Linked DNA regions of Gasterosteus aculeatus: regions 1 and 3 are each linked to region 2. A link is a contact called in public Hi-C data. All regions are on one chromosome and are shown on one strand. Each heading gives the region's core, a stretch centred on a gene start, on an enhancer-like site or on the middle of the called end of the contact. The rest is flanking DNA. Distances are from core to core; before and after follow the strand shown. Region 1 overlaps sdk2b (sidekick cell adhesion molecule 2b). Region 2 holds the start of sdk2b (sidekick cell adhesion molecule 2b). Region 3 overlaps sdk2b (sidekick cell adhesion molecule 2b).

Evidence for each region. A called contact is a pair of places that touch in the nucleus more often than the background predicts.
Region 1: a contact with region 2 is called in a Hi-C map of skeletal muscle, with 2.8 times the contacts expected there. The contact joins the enhancer-like site here to the promoter of sdk2b in region 2. A contact is called at or near these places in 2 of 6 Hi-C or Micro-C datasets (both in skeletal muscle).
Region 3: a Hi-C map of skeletal muscle shows a contact between it and region 2, with 7 times the contacts expected there. The contact joins the enhancer-like site here to the promoter of sdk2b in region 2. A contact is called at or near these places in 3 of 6 Hi-C or Micro-C datasets (skeletal muscle and tail fin).

What each region holds. Positions count from the first base shown.
Region 1 is chr5:9,564,220-9,568,658 of fGasAcu3.hap1.1, reverse strand. It overlaps sdk2b (sidekick cell adhesion molecule 2b), which reads left to right. Exons shown (of 45, transcript XM_078103193.1): 15 at 535-682; 16 at 1,545-1,685; 17 at 2,298-2,479; 18 at 3,448-3,563; 19 at 4,418-4,439. Among protein-coding and RNA genes, the nearest start is that of cdc42ep4b, 35 kb to the right of the region's middle. Within about 2 kb of position 2,133, at least 5 of the 9 cell types and tissues checked have open chromatin away from gene starts, as enhancers often do.
Region 2 is chr5:9,797,097-9,801,220 of fGasAcu3.hap1.1, reverse strand. sdk2b (sidekick cell adhesion molecule 2b) reads left to right here and starts at 1,411. Exons shown (of 45, transcript XM_078103193.1): 1 at 1,411-2,263. The coding sequence starts at 2,176.
Region 3 is chr5:9,588,001-9,591,980 of fGasAcu3.hap1.1, reverse strand. It overlaps sdk2b (sidekick cell adhesion molecule 2b), which reads left to right. Exons shown (of 45, transcript XM_078103193.1): 3 at 2,340-2,446. Among protein-coding and RNA genes, the nearest start is that of cdc42ep4b, 59 kb to the right of the region's middle. Within about 2 kb of position 1,825, at least 1 of the 9 cell types and tissues checked has open chromatin away from gene starts, as enhancers often do.

The DNA of each region.
Region 1 (4,439 bases), core at 884-3,383, 230 kb after region 2:
TCTTGAATACAACTTTTTCACGCCTACCTCTGCGGCAGTGAATAATCCAGAAGCTCTTTAATGATTTGAAGTAAACGGGGGCCGTTTACTATCAAAACGTCTGTTTATAAACTCCCACGCAGTTCATGCACTCATTGAGCCGGTTCGTAGGCTCAATACTTCCCAAACAGGGAACAAATGTTTAGAATATGATATATATTAGAGTACTATTATTATGCTTTAGATATTAGGTTTTATGCAAGTTTTGGGGAAAAACTGAGCATATAACTACAGACTTCTCTCCTTTTTCAGATTACATGTCTTAAATCTGCAATGCGTCGTGCCATCACTTCCTTTCTCAGACTTCTTTCAGTTTTTTAATGAATTCAAGTTTCTTTAACTGTGACCTACCGTGACAGAACGATTGCAGGTGTGAGAGTGAAGAAATCCCTCCCGAATATTAGTACAAAATGTTTCATTTGCTGGAGATGCTAAGGTGGACGGTTGTGTGCACGTGCGGAAACAAGGCGTTAACCCAGCCCCTCTTTGTTCCAGACGCTCCCTGGGCCATCCTGCTGGCCAATATCGAGCCCCAGTCCGTAGCGGTGACGGTGAATGGCCTGATCCCGGCGCGCTCCTATCAGTTCCGCCTCTGTGCCGTTAACGATGTGGGCAAGGGGCAGTTCAGCAAGGAGACTGACCGGTGAGTTTAATACAGATCCTAACCACCCTCCCACACACACACCCCTCATCCCCTTTCAACACCAGAATAGTTATTGGTGGCTGTTATCTAGGGTGTAAAAAATTGAGAATTTTCTCAGCAATTTTCTGATGACAAGTTGATCCGTTTTTTTATTAAATTTATTTTAAATGTGTTAATCACTTTTATTTGACATCCCTTAATTCCTCCATCTCACCATCCCTCAGCTGACAATAGCTGTGAGAATTCTTCGAACAAGATCTCGCAGAACTCAGTGGCTGTTCGTAAACAGTGCGTTGTGCCCAGAAACGCCGTTTCCTAGACAACTGATCCCTTCAGTCTAGAGTCGGCGAGGAGGGGATGCACGTCTACCAAAAGCCCGGGCGCGCACACGGACATGCGGGATCGCATGTAAACACGCACAAGCGCCGGCGCGCTCTCGCATCCCAAAAGCCGCGGGAGGGATTTAAGTCCCAGGCGGCATTTGGTCCGGCCTTCCCCACGGCCTCACCCTGCGTCCGCGCGTTGCACTTATCTCGCTCGCGTCCCTTCCCACGCACACCCGTTCCGTCCGAGTAAATGTGCATCCCGTGACTTTTGTCACCTGTGCTGAACAGGACAGGAGGTTTTTTTTTAGTGTGTGCTAATGTTTGCTTTAAATTGAAATGCTACATTTAGGCTGCTGCATTATTACAAAGCTTTTAGTTTAACATAAACTAAAGCAGCGTTGGTGATGATTCCCAGAGGGAAAAATGTTCTTTTATATCTCCAGCTTCATAGCTTTATGGCTTTGTGTGTGTGTGTGTGTGTGTGTGTATGTGTGTGTGTGTGTGTGTGTGTGTGTGTGTGTGTGTGTGTCCTGCAGGGTCTCTCTCCCCGAGGAACCCCCCAGTGCTCCGACACAAAATGTAATAGCTAGCGGCCGGACCAACCAGTCCATCATGATCCAGTGGCAGCCTCCGCCGGAGAGCCACCAGAACGGCATACTCAGGGGCTACACCATCCGGTAGGATCCCCGTTCCTCCACCTTCTCACCTGACACCTATCCGGTTCCATCTGGTTATCCCAAAGGCCACAAGCAGCTACAGACATACACATTCAGTTCAGACACCAGGTTCACACCTCCTGTTAGACGTTTAAAGTGTCACATTGAGAATTTAGATTTCTACTTTCTACACGAGTAAGTGAAAATGATTAAAAGACGTTGTCAATACAGCGTCAGTCAACACCACGGCAATTAAAAAATATGTCAGACTGAGGGAAAATAGTTTGACTTCAGAAAAACTTTGGAGTCAGGCGTGTGCCAAACTGACTGTAAATCCTGTAAGCGCGTGTTTAGCGTTGGTTTTCTGTCGGGCGTTTTATTCCCCGCATCCAAATGAAACAGCAGGTGTTTTCCGGAGGACAGCCAGTGTTTTTTTGATCGCTGGTTTTCTGGTGCTTTGTCTCCCCCTAGCAGGGAGCCCGGTGAACTGGCTCAAGCGGCAAAGCGCTGTAATGTCAGTGCACCGGCTCCAATGTCACATTCACTGTGAAAGCAACAGAGCTGTGCCATGTTTTTGCCTCAGTGATGAAGTGCAGGAATCCCCGTTCATGTTTGTGTGTGTGTGTGTGTCAGGTACCGTCTCACTGGGCTGCCTGTGGACTACCAGACTAAGAACATTTCCAGTCCCGATGTGACCAACCTTCTGCTGGAGGACCTCATCATCTGGACCAACTATGAGATCGAGGTGGCCGCCTACAACGGGGCCGGCTTGGGCACCTTCAGCCATAAAGTGACTGAGTGGACGCTGCAGGGAGGTGAGAGCTCATTTCGTTGATGTGATTGGGTCTTTATTTGGAGAAAAAAAAAAGGAAACATCACATACAACACAAAACAGAACAAACAGTTCCAGTAAGAATATTGATTTCTCGGTTCCTTGAAACAAGATACGCGGGTTAAAAACATGAAAACAACCGCATCTTAAGATAAATTGACCCCCGTTAAAGATTTTACATTTTAAAGCACACTTGCTTGAATCAAAAAAAAAAAAATAGATATGAAAACATGTTGTTCGCCTTTGCAATTGTGCTTGACGTGAACGTTGTATCTGGGTTCGCTCGAGTCTGTGGCTGAGCGAAGAAACTTTCTCCCTTCAAATTTATTCAGACAGACTTTGGCAGACTGCCAAAGTGAAAAAAACATTGAAAAAAATGTTAACTGACGTAAGTAATACATCGTGGGCTTAAGATTGTGGGTGTTTTGGGAGCAAGGGGGATGCTCACATGCTACCTCGAAAATACTCCGAACAAAGTGCTGCCTAGAAGTCAAAGAATCCTTGAAATCGGAAGAGTCCTCAGGCGGGATTATTTCACTTAGCACCCGTGGACGTGAACCGTTGAAGAATCCTTTCTTGATTTTAAGAAACATCCACTGATTTTTTTCAGTCTTGATTATTGAATGTGTCTTTTTGAATAAATACGACCTGATGCTCAACTCTATTAACATTGATTCTTCTCCGTGAGGCCCGCGCGAAGGTGTGGCATCTCCATGAAATCTATAATCAGCTCACACGGTCTCAAACGAATCCCCAGAGAGGGCCTGGTGCTGGCGGGGTTGGTGTCATCAGAAGGACCGTGATGACGGTATCTGTCCTGACCTGTGCAGCGGCGATCGATACCGACATCCGAACAGATGCCGGCGGACTTCCAGCAGACCACTCGAGCGTGTTCTCACACCCTGTTTTTTTCTTCTCCTCCCCCTTCCCACCTCGGCTTGACCCTCCCAGTGCCCACCATCGCCCCCGGCAACGTGCAGGCCGAGTCGGTCAACTCGACGACGATCCGCTTCACGTGGACGGCCCCGAACCCTCAGTTCATCAACGGCATCAACCAGGGCTACAAGGTCAGTTGGTGCCGAGCTGTCGGGGCTGAACATGTAGTATCACATATACTGTGCAGCAAGAGGGGGGGGGCAATGCCAAGGGGCCAAGGATATTTGGTCGCCACTGTGAACGATGGACCCGGTCCTCCCATTTGTCAGTCGGAGGTCATCGTCTTTATCTTTGCAGTCGTTTTTCCCGTTTTATTGTGGAGCTGTGAGCATGTGATGATGAATGTCTTCATTATTTTGTCATGGGCTTTTGAATACAGTCCATCTCTCTGCCTCTTGCGTACACTGAATTGAAACAAATGTAAGCCAAAGGAAATCATGAAGCCACAGTCGGAGAATTTAAAAAATATATATATTGTATTGCCTCCGTTGGGGCTTAATTACGTCATTTGGCTTCTTTCATATCCGTCTGTTCGATGGTGCTCCACAGGCCTTACTGGGCCGGGGGGGAGGAGGGGTCACCGTACCAATCAGAATGTGAAATACCAGATTTTCTTCCCCAGAGGTGGGAAGGGGGGTGGTGGGGGGCAGAAGCGGCAGTGAGAGTAAAGGGAAATAAAGCGAAGGTAGACTTCAGAGAAGACCCAGAAAAGGACATAAAAGAGTGTGAAAAGAAGTCCTGTTGCAGACAGTCAAGTATCTACTCGGTTGATATCGTCTGGCTGGAAGCTGCAAAGAGACCGAGTTGGACCTGCCTTAAGGGCTCATCACCTAAGCACCTAATTTGTCGATCCCGATCCCATTAGTAGATGCTGCATCGAGCACGCGTGATGGGACGCTATCGCATGTGTGAGAGTTGTAACGGACCAATGATTAACTTCTGTCTTGTTTTTTTTTTGTTTGTTCTTTCTGCCGGCCCTTTTCAGTTGCTGGCCTGGGAGCCCGGCA
Region 2 (4,124 bases), core at 162-2,661:
TTTTGTATCGTCATTTTTCACATTTCAACTTAGCAGCTTATGAAGTGATGAGCTGCTAAGAGGTCATGGTCCTTTCACGTGATTAAGTTTCAGCCTCAAATTACTTCCAGGTGTCTTTGCACTTGTTTGTGCCTCCTCTTCTGTACCAACAATGGCATCCCATGGTTTGGTTTGAGGTGTTTAAATATGGATGCCCAGGGCAAATGTCAGAATAACTCAAAAATAATTGCAGTCTGCTTCGAGTACCTCTGAATCATCAATACCAGTTCTTTGGTTAATTCTAGGGCCAAATAAAAAGATCGCTCACTGAAGTGAATATACCTTGAAGCCACACAAACAGCAGCATTGCCTCTCATGTATAAAAAGCTGTGGCTCAATAAATTGTGTCCATGGTTTTTGCAGATTACCCTTTTGCTTATAGTTACAATCAGTGCTTTGGAAAAAAAAAATCTTAATTAGGTGCATCCTTGGGGGAGGTCGAGGAAGCGCTCCATCCTGCTTTTTCTGATATTAACTCTCTTTTTAACTTTTGGGCAAGGTACGACACTGTTGGATGAGAGCGAGAAAACCAAAAAATGAAGATCAAGCTTTTACCACGGTGCATTATTTCTTTGATGCCCTGTGGTGGCTTATATGTACACTCCATTTGCCGGATAAAAAAACAAAAAAAACATAAAACATTACTGACATTAACACTCCTGCTTTCTCCCGGAGAGGCACTGTCATTTTCAAGACAGGAACATTTGCTCCGTCATGCTCTCTCATTCTCTCCCTCAGCCTCGACTTTACTGATACTGTCATTTCGGAAACAGCCTTTTCTCAGTCGCTCTCCATCACCCTCTCCTCTCCTCTCTCCCTCTCTCGTTCTGCTCTTCCTACTTCCATCCTTCCCTCTTTTATTTCTCAACCTCTCCTTCCCCCTGTCCTCCCTCCTCACCAACGCAGGCAAGATAACATGCAGCCGTTCCAGCCCATGTCTAAAGACTTAAGACAGCCATTGGTGTCTCTATGGTTGTGTCATGCACCTCCGAACAGCGTGGAGGAATTACAGGATTCCACACAGCTTCAACTACATTTAGGAAAAATGTAGTGGGTTGAGAAAAACACCAGCAGGTCAAATGCATTTCAGACACATTGTAAATCCCCCACTTAATATCACAATGGCGTCTCTCCACTCCAGGCCCCCCGGTGACACGGGCAGAGCACGTGCTCCTTAAATCATTTTAACAAAAAAAGGTATTTATCCATGCCACCTTTTTTCTGTGGTGTTGGAAAGCAATACAACCCCTAAGTGGAGAACCCCCTTTTGTGCGCGGCTCCGTTGGGCCGGGGAATGCGCTTTTGCGCGCGGCCGCATGGTGGCAACATGCGCTGCGCCGCCAGCGCGTCAGATCCGAAACGTTCCCTCACACTGAACCCCGGGACTCGTCCTCCTCCGACGCACACGGGCAGCCGCGCTTCTCCTCCACGGCGGGTTCCGAGCAATGACGGCGTGACTGAGTGCAAGTTTGAGCCTCCTCCTCCTCCTCCTCCTCCTCCTCCTCCTCCCCCTTTGCTGCCCTCGTCGAAGTTCCTCAGTGCTCCTGACACAGGATGAGATGCCATCCTTGACAGCGCGCCGTGGGCAGGATTCGAGGTAAAGTCCATCGGGGTGGCTTTTTTGGGGGGAGAGACCAAAACTGCCACTGCTCTGGTCGGGGACAGCGGTGAGGTGGAAGTTTGAAGTTCTAGGAGGCAAGGGAAAAGGAGAGGAGACGGCATCTCAAGGACGCTGGAAGTGTGGATGAAAAAGTAGGAGGTGCAGAATTGTCTCCTCACAGGTGCAGCGAGACGCGGACTGTATTTGGACTTAAAGCTGGATTCGCCTGACTGAGTTGCATCCAACTCACTTGGCACCACAACTAACAACCGACTCCGTTTAAACGAATCGCGTCGGTAACGACACGCTGACGAAGCAGCAGCTCGGTTGTTGCGCCCCCAGATCTGCGCGCTTGGCCCGCTGCGAGTTGCCAGCGGGGCTCCCAGACACCGAGAGACCCGACGAGCAAGCGGACGACCGCGGGACACAGTAGCAGCCCATCCTCCCCCCCCCCAACCCCCTAACCCCAAGCGCACCGGGCACTTGTTGTCCAGTCCGCCCGGTATCTTTTTTTTTTTTTGGAGAGGCGGGGGACGATGTTCGCGGACTCCCGGAGCAGATCGATGTGGCGTGCCACATGGATTTTATTTTTTAACCTACTCCTCCACTCCATTCAGGCTCAAGGTAAGAGACACCGCGCCGGGGGCGCTCAGGGGTGGTCTGCACCCCCCCCCCCCCCCCCCCCCCCCCTTTCCCCGCCATGGTGGCCAGCATGTGTTGGGTGTGTTTACGCTCTGCTGGCATCACATCCGTGATGTGTTCATCATGCTTTGACTTTTTCGTTTTGCACGGAGGCTATAATTTCCTCATTAAGCTTCGCGTGTGTGTGTGTGTGTGTGTGTGTGTGTGTGTGTGTGTGTGTGTGTGTGTGTGTGTGTGTGTGTGTGTGAGAAAGTGTGTAGCTTGGGAATTGTCACGTGAAGCCCATTTGGCTGATAATTAAATCACCCGATCCACCCAAAAGTTTGCGCGTCCAACCAGTGCCATAAATAAAGAGATGGGCCCACAAGATGCTATACAGCAGTTGTTCTTTGAGACTGTTTTTAACTTACTGAAATCTGTGTGTGTGTGTGTTTTCTACTTTGCTGAAGTTGTTTTAATCGCTTTGGTTTGACTAGTCATTCAAATTCTCACCGCAATAATCCCTCCAGATCGCTGTCGGGTTCCTGTGGAGACTAAGCGTGTTGTTGCTGTTGCTGTTGCCCAGCAGTCTCTGTAAACTCAGGCTTCCTTTTCATTGTTATCACACGTTCATGTGCACGTAGAACCTTTTCACAAATGATGTTACCCAGGATGACCTGAAGTTTGTTTTTTTTCCTTGCGAAGAAAAGTTTCACTTTGAGCATTTTGTGGAGCTAATTGGGGGTCTGCAGTTAGACATGAGGCTGCCACGGGGTGCTCAAAAGAGGGGGTGGGGGGTCCTCAGCAAAGTACCCAGGTATCTTAAATGCCACCTCACTCCGTTTCTGTCTCTCCACCCATGTAATCCTCTACCTTTATCCCGGCATGTGCAGTTACCTCCAGGGTGGCGACTCAAGGTTAAAAAAAAATGCAAAAGAGCTCTTGCTCTTTGCTTTCCTCCACTGCACCTTGTCCACTGGGATGATTTAGGATTCAGGTACAGCTGCCACTGCCAGGAGGGAGTATTACCTCTTGAGATAGACTCCCGGGGTGACGCTCACTCAATAATACAATGTAGAGAAGATGGGGGGAAAAAAAAATAAACAAGGCAGATATCCATCATTCATGAGTGCACATCCGAGTGCCTGACATTTACAGGCGATTGATAACTCGTGTGTCCTATCGCGAAGGGTCCTGCCACTGTGGCTCCCTCCTTCCCTCCCTCCCTATAACCGTATCTCTCTCCCTGCTGACTCCCACCCATCCCTCGCTCCCTTCTTAATGCTTATTTAGCCGAGCAAGTTAAATTAGAAGACATTATTTACCGCGGTGGCCCGGGGAGAAGGCCTTGACAGCCGCTCGCTCTCACCCCCCCCCCCCCCCCCTTTCCCCCCCCCCCCCCCCCACGTCCAGCAGCGGCCATCAGATTCGCCCGTCGCTCGTGGGTTAGAAAGTGTAGGATTTAATTGGACTCTAATTGCATCCCGAAATGGACACTCAAACCGTTCGGAGTGCGGCGTCGTTGGAAGTGACCCCAGTGTGGGCTTGACTCTCCTTCCCCGCGATGATTAAAGGACGCCACGAGGCCGGTATCACGCCTCTGGACGGACACGTCGGCCACCGCTTGCCACATTTTAATGACCAGTCCACACCGAAACAGCTTTTTAACGACGGGAGGACGGCCTTCATCGGGGCCAAAGTGCTATGAAGTCTGGCTCCGAGGCTCGCTCAGCAGGGAGAGGCATCTGGTATTTTGTCCATTTCATTTCATCATCGTTGTGAGCGGCAAGGAAAATAAACAAAGTTTTACGGTTAATAATCCTCAGTGCCTGACTGATGGCTGATTTACGCTTGGTGTGGTGTA
Region 3 (3,980 bases), core at 576-3,075, 210 kb after region 2:
CCCATTGGACATCAGTGTTACGCCAACGTGTTAACGTGCAAACCAACAGGCGCTGCTCTCAACGGGTCAGCGGCTTTGATCGCTGAAATGTAGCGAAAAGTAAAGTTTCCCAACACGGACGCAACTAATGTACATAACGAAATAGAACTGAGACGGGCGGCTGAAGGGTTTAGTGAGCGCTCTTCATCACCATTGTCCAAACACAGAAAGAGGAAATATCTTGTGGAGGAACGGTTTCCCCCGTTCAGAGACTTGAAGTTTCTCTGACTTCTCCTAATTGGGTGTCACTTTCTATTTTAATTTGTCGCCCATCTGTGTGTGTATGTTTGGTCTTAAGTAACGTCACTTTGCAAGCCTGAAGGCATAAAGACGACAGCTAAGACTTTGAAGGGGGATTTTTCTCAGCCTGATCAAATTCATAAGGACTTTTTAAATATATTCTGGTTGTCTGTACTGGGTTTCATTCCGCACACTTATGCGTTTGGTTTGCTTATTATACACATCCTCTTAGAAAGTATCATTTCATTTCGCTTCTGTTAAGCCCCTGGCAGTCTGTGAAAACTTGTCTATTCATGTATATTTAGTCTGAGTACTGTTTGGTTTGGCAACATCCTACACACGTTTTAGTGCTTTTAGGGGAACAGGCCTATAACGCCTCCTATTATTTGACTCCTTCCTCCTCAACGAAAAGATTTATTTCTGGTAAAGTGTCCAAACCGTCCAGCAATTAGCTTGTCAAAACTTTAAAATTGCTCTCTTTCACTTCTCCGTCATTCACTCAAGCGCTTCCCAAACATGCATTAATGCAAATAAAACCTCTTGACACAAAAGGTAGAATCACAAAACCAAACATCACTCCGGCGTCCCGCCTGGCGGTGCGCTAAGCACTCTCGAGCAAGTAGCGCGCAGCAATGTGACAGCAGCGATGGTAAGCGCCATTCTCGCAGCGAGAAGTGTTTCACCTCCCACAAGAAGTGTATTGACAAGGCGTGTTGTGCTAGAATTAAACATGCACAACTCTCTTAAGGCTAATTCCCAACGTCTTCATTGTTGTGATAACATCTATTATGCCGCCAGTTGTCCGCGGCGTCTATCTCCTTTCCGCGCCAAGACGATGCCTGCCGTGCTCAGCAGTCTGGAAGCCTGATCTTTGAAATGAACGACTTAAACAAATCGAAAATAGAGCATCTTTTGCATCCCAGCGGCATCGCTGTACGGCAGATGCCGAAGAAGCCGCGTGCACACAGTCGAACAAACATTGATCACTGATAAGCGTCTGCAGGTGTCTCCTCCAGAAGCCAGTAAACTTGTGGTTGGATCAAAAGTGGTGGTTTCTAGCAGCTTCTATACACACACACACACACACACACACACACACAGAGGACCATTAGGGGCGTTTGAAACGGCCACTTCATCCCAGCCTCCTCCGACAACCGCGTCAACACGTTTGTCTTTGATTTGCACAAGCGCGGGTAACTCTTTCAGGGTGTCTCTTCTCGAGAGGCAGCGCCGTTGTTGCCACAAAATCTTTGTTCGCACTTGAAGTGCAATTTAGCATCAAATGTTTTAGGTTTGTTTTGTGTGCAATTCTCAGGTTCGTTTGTCTCGAGGTGTGTTTTTGCACACACATTCGTGGACAACGTGGAGGACGCGGAACGAATGCAGAGGCAGACTTTTTCCATCATCAGCACTTGCCACTTGTTCTTCTAGCGTCAGCTGCAACACCAGATGTGCCTCAAGACGCGCGCATATACATCAAGTGGGTCGTTAGTCTTCGCAGTACAGCAGCTTTTGTAAAGCGCAGGTTGCGCTGCCTCCGCTTGGCGGGGAGGCGGTACTGCCACCGCAGCTGGACACAAAAAGTCAAGGTCAGAGGGAGAGCGTCGACTGGTGGAGACGCGTAGCTTCGATCTGTGTCCCAGGGGAGCTGGTGCGCATGCGTGCGTTTGCATAGAGCCGGTTGGAATGCGTGTGTTGGTCGTCTGTGCCCGTGTGTGTGCGTGCGTGTGCGTGTGTGTGTGTCTTCGGGGAGAGCTTTGCTGTGGAAGCTCGGTTAGCCTCCCGAGCATCATTATCATTAGAATAAACAATAGCTAAGCTCAGATGTCCTCAGTGCCCTTGTTCCTATTAGATGGTGTTTGTTGGTGTGTGTGTGTGTGTGTGTGTGTGTGCACCTTCTCAGAATACTGTTTGTGCTTTTTAGAAATATCTGTGTTTGCGCCCTTACATAAGGACCCTTTTTGAATCTACTTTTATCTTGTTTAGTTCACTATTTCATCCGATGCCGTCTAAAAGAATCCTCATCCGTGTCTTGTGCTTGTTTTCTGTCCCCACCAAAGGTACCTGATCCCTTCGTTGGACCGCTCCCATGCCGGCTTCTACCGCTGCATCGTGAGGAATCGCGTGGGAGCTCTTCTGCAGAGGCGCACAGAAGTGCAGGTGGCCTGTAAGTATCCGCATGAGACGCAGGTGAACGGAACTAAAGGTTGAATGAAAAGCATGGCTGCGGAGGCAGGGAGGGGGTATGTGAGCACACGGTAGGTGGACACTTTGTTCGGCTGCCTTTCCCGCCCCAGGGACCGAGCAGGGAGGGACAGATGCTGGCAGGGTGAAAGATCTACCTGCACATCATTCTGGGTGTTGTCAACCCCGGCAGCTGTTCCACTCAGCCGCTCTCATTAGATTGATATTGTTGCCGTGGTCGTTTCTTAACTTTGCTCAATTTCAATATGACCGCCGCTTATGCCGTTTTCTCTCTCTCGCGCGCTTTTGTCAACAACATCTGTCGCTTCGTGCCTTAAAATAGGGGCTCGGGTGCGCCTTTGCATTCTGTCGATTTTTTTTTCCCGGCGCCGCTCCCAGGCCCCTCGGCTCACGACGTCTTGTTAACGAGCTATTACAAGCGCGCCGCTGAGCTGTCTGGAGCGTTGTCGCAAACAAATCCCCCCCCCCCCCCCCCCCCCTATGATAGGCGCAGCCCTCCTACGCCCATTATCCCCCCCTCTCGGGGTACGCCAGGTCTGTTGGCTTCCCCTCGTTTCAGCGGCATTTAAGCGGACGTGACACGCCGCTGTACCCGAATGAACAACGCAGCCAACCAGGGCGTGCGAGAGAAAGTTATGGGAGGGGCACAGAGGAGGCCCGACACTCCCACCGGCCCACTTGTGTAGTGCTATAGATGCTACTTTGGTAGCTTACCGATTGCTTGTGCCGCTCTTCCCTCTTCCAGCAGTCTGACTCTTTTCTGCTTTCAACACTGTTTTTTTGCCGTAGAGGGATGGCGAGGTCTCTTTTGCAAACTCCGGCATTGAGGTGGCACAATTAGGGTTGCGCAGACACGCCTCGGGCAAAGGGAAACATGCCGCGGCATTAGAGTTTAGGGAAGAGGAGGAGGACATAAAATCGGCGAAACTGCAGATCAAAGCCGGGAGATTTGCACACTTGCCAGACTTTTATGTAAGCTCCTTTTTTAAGCTGGGTGGAGCCAGCACGCTAAAGAAAAATACGATTGCCATCAAGCCCCCCCCCCGTACCTTGATCCATACATTTACTAAAGATATTATTATTTCTAATCTGTGTACGATAGTGTTTGAAGTTTTGTTTGAAGGCTTTCAGCTGCTTTTTACATCCCGCACCTCTCTCATAAAGGTGAAACAATCTCACGGTATGCATCCGACACAAAACCAAAGTCTGCGCTTTCTCATCCGGAAGGCGGTGCATTGCGAAAAAAAACACACTGCGTAGAGCTTCACATCAGTCCGGTATGATTGCGTCGGAGAACTGCACAGCTGAGATCGAAACAACAATTAGAAGTTGGGGCTGATCGACGCGAAATGCCTCAAAAAACGTCGTTGGCCGTAGATCTCACTTCCGAATGGGCAGACGCGGGAATCTTAGCGCGGTATTTTTCTCAGCTTTTAAGATATAATGAGGCGAGGGAGGAATCAAAGCGCTGTAACAAATGAAATATATTAGGAGAT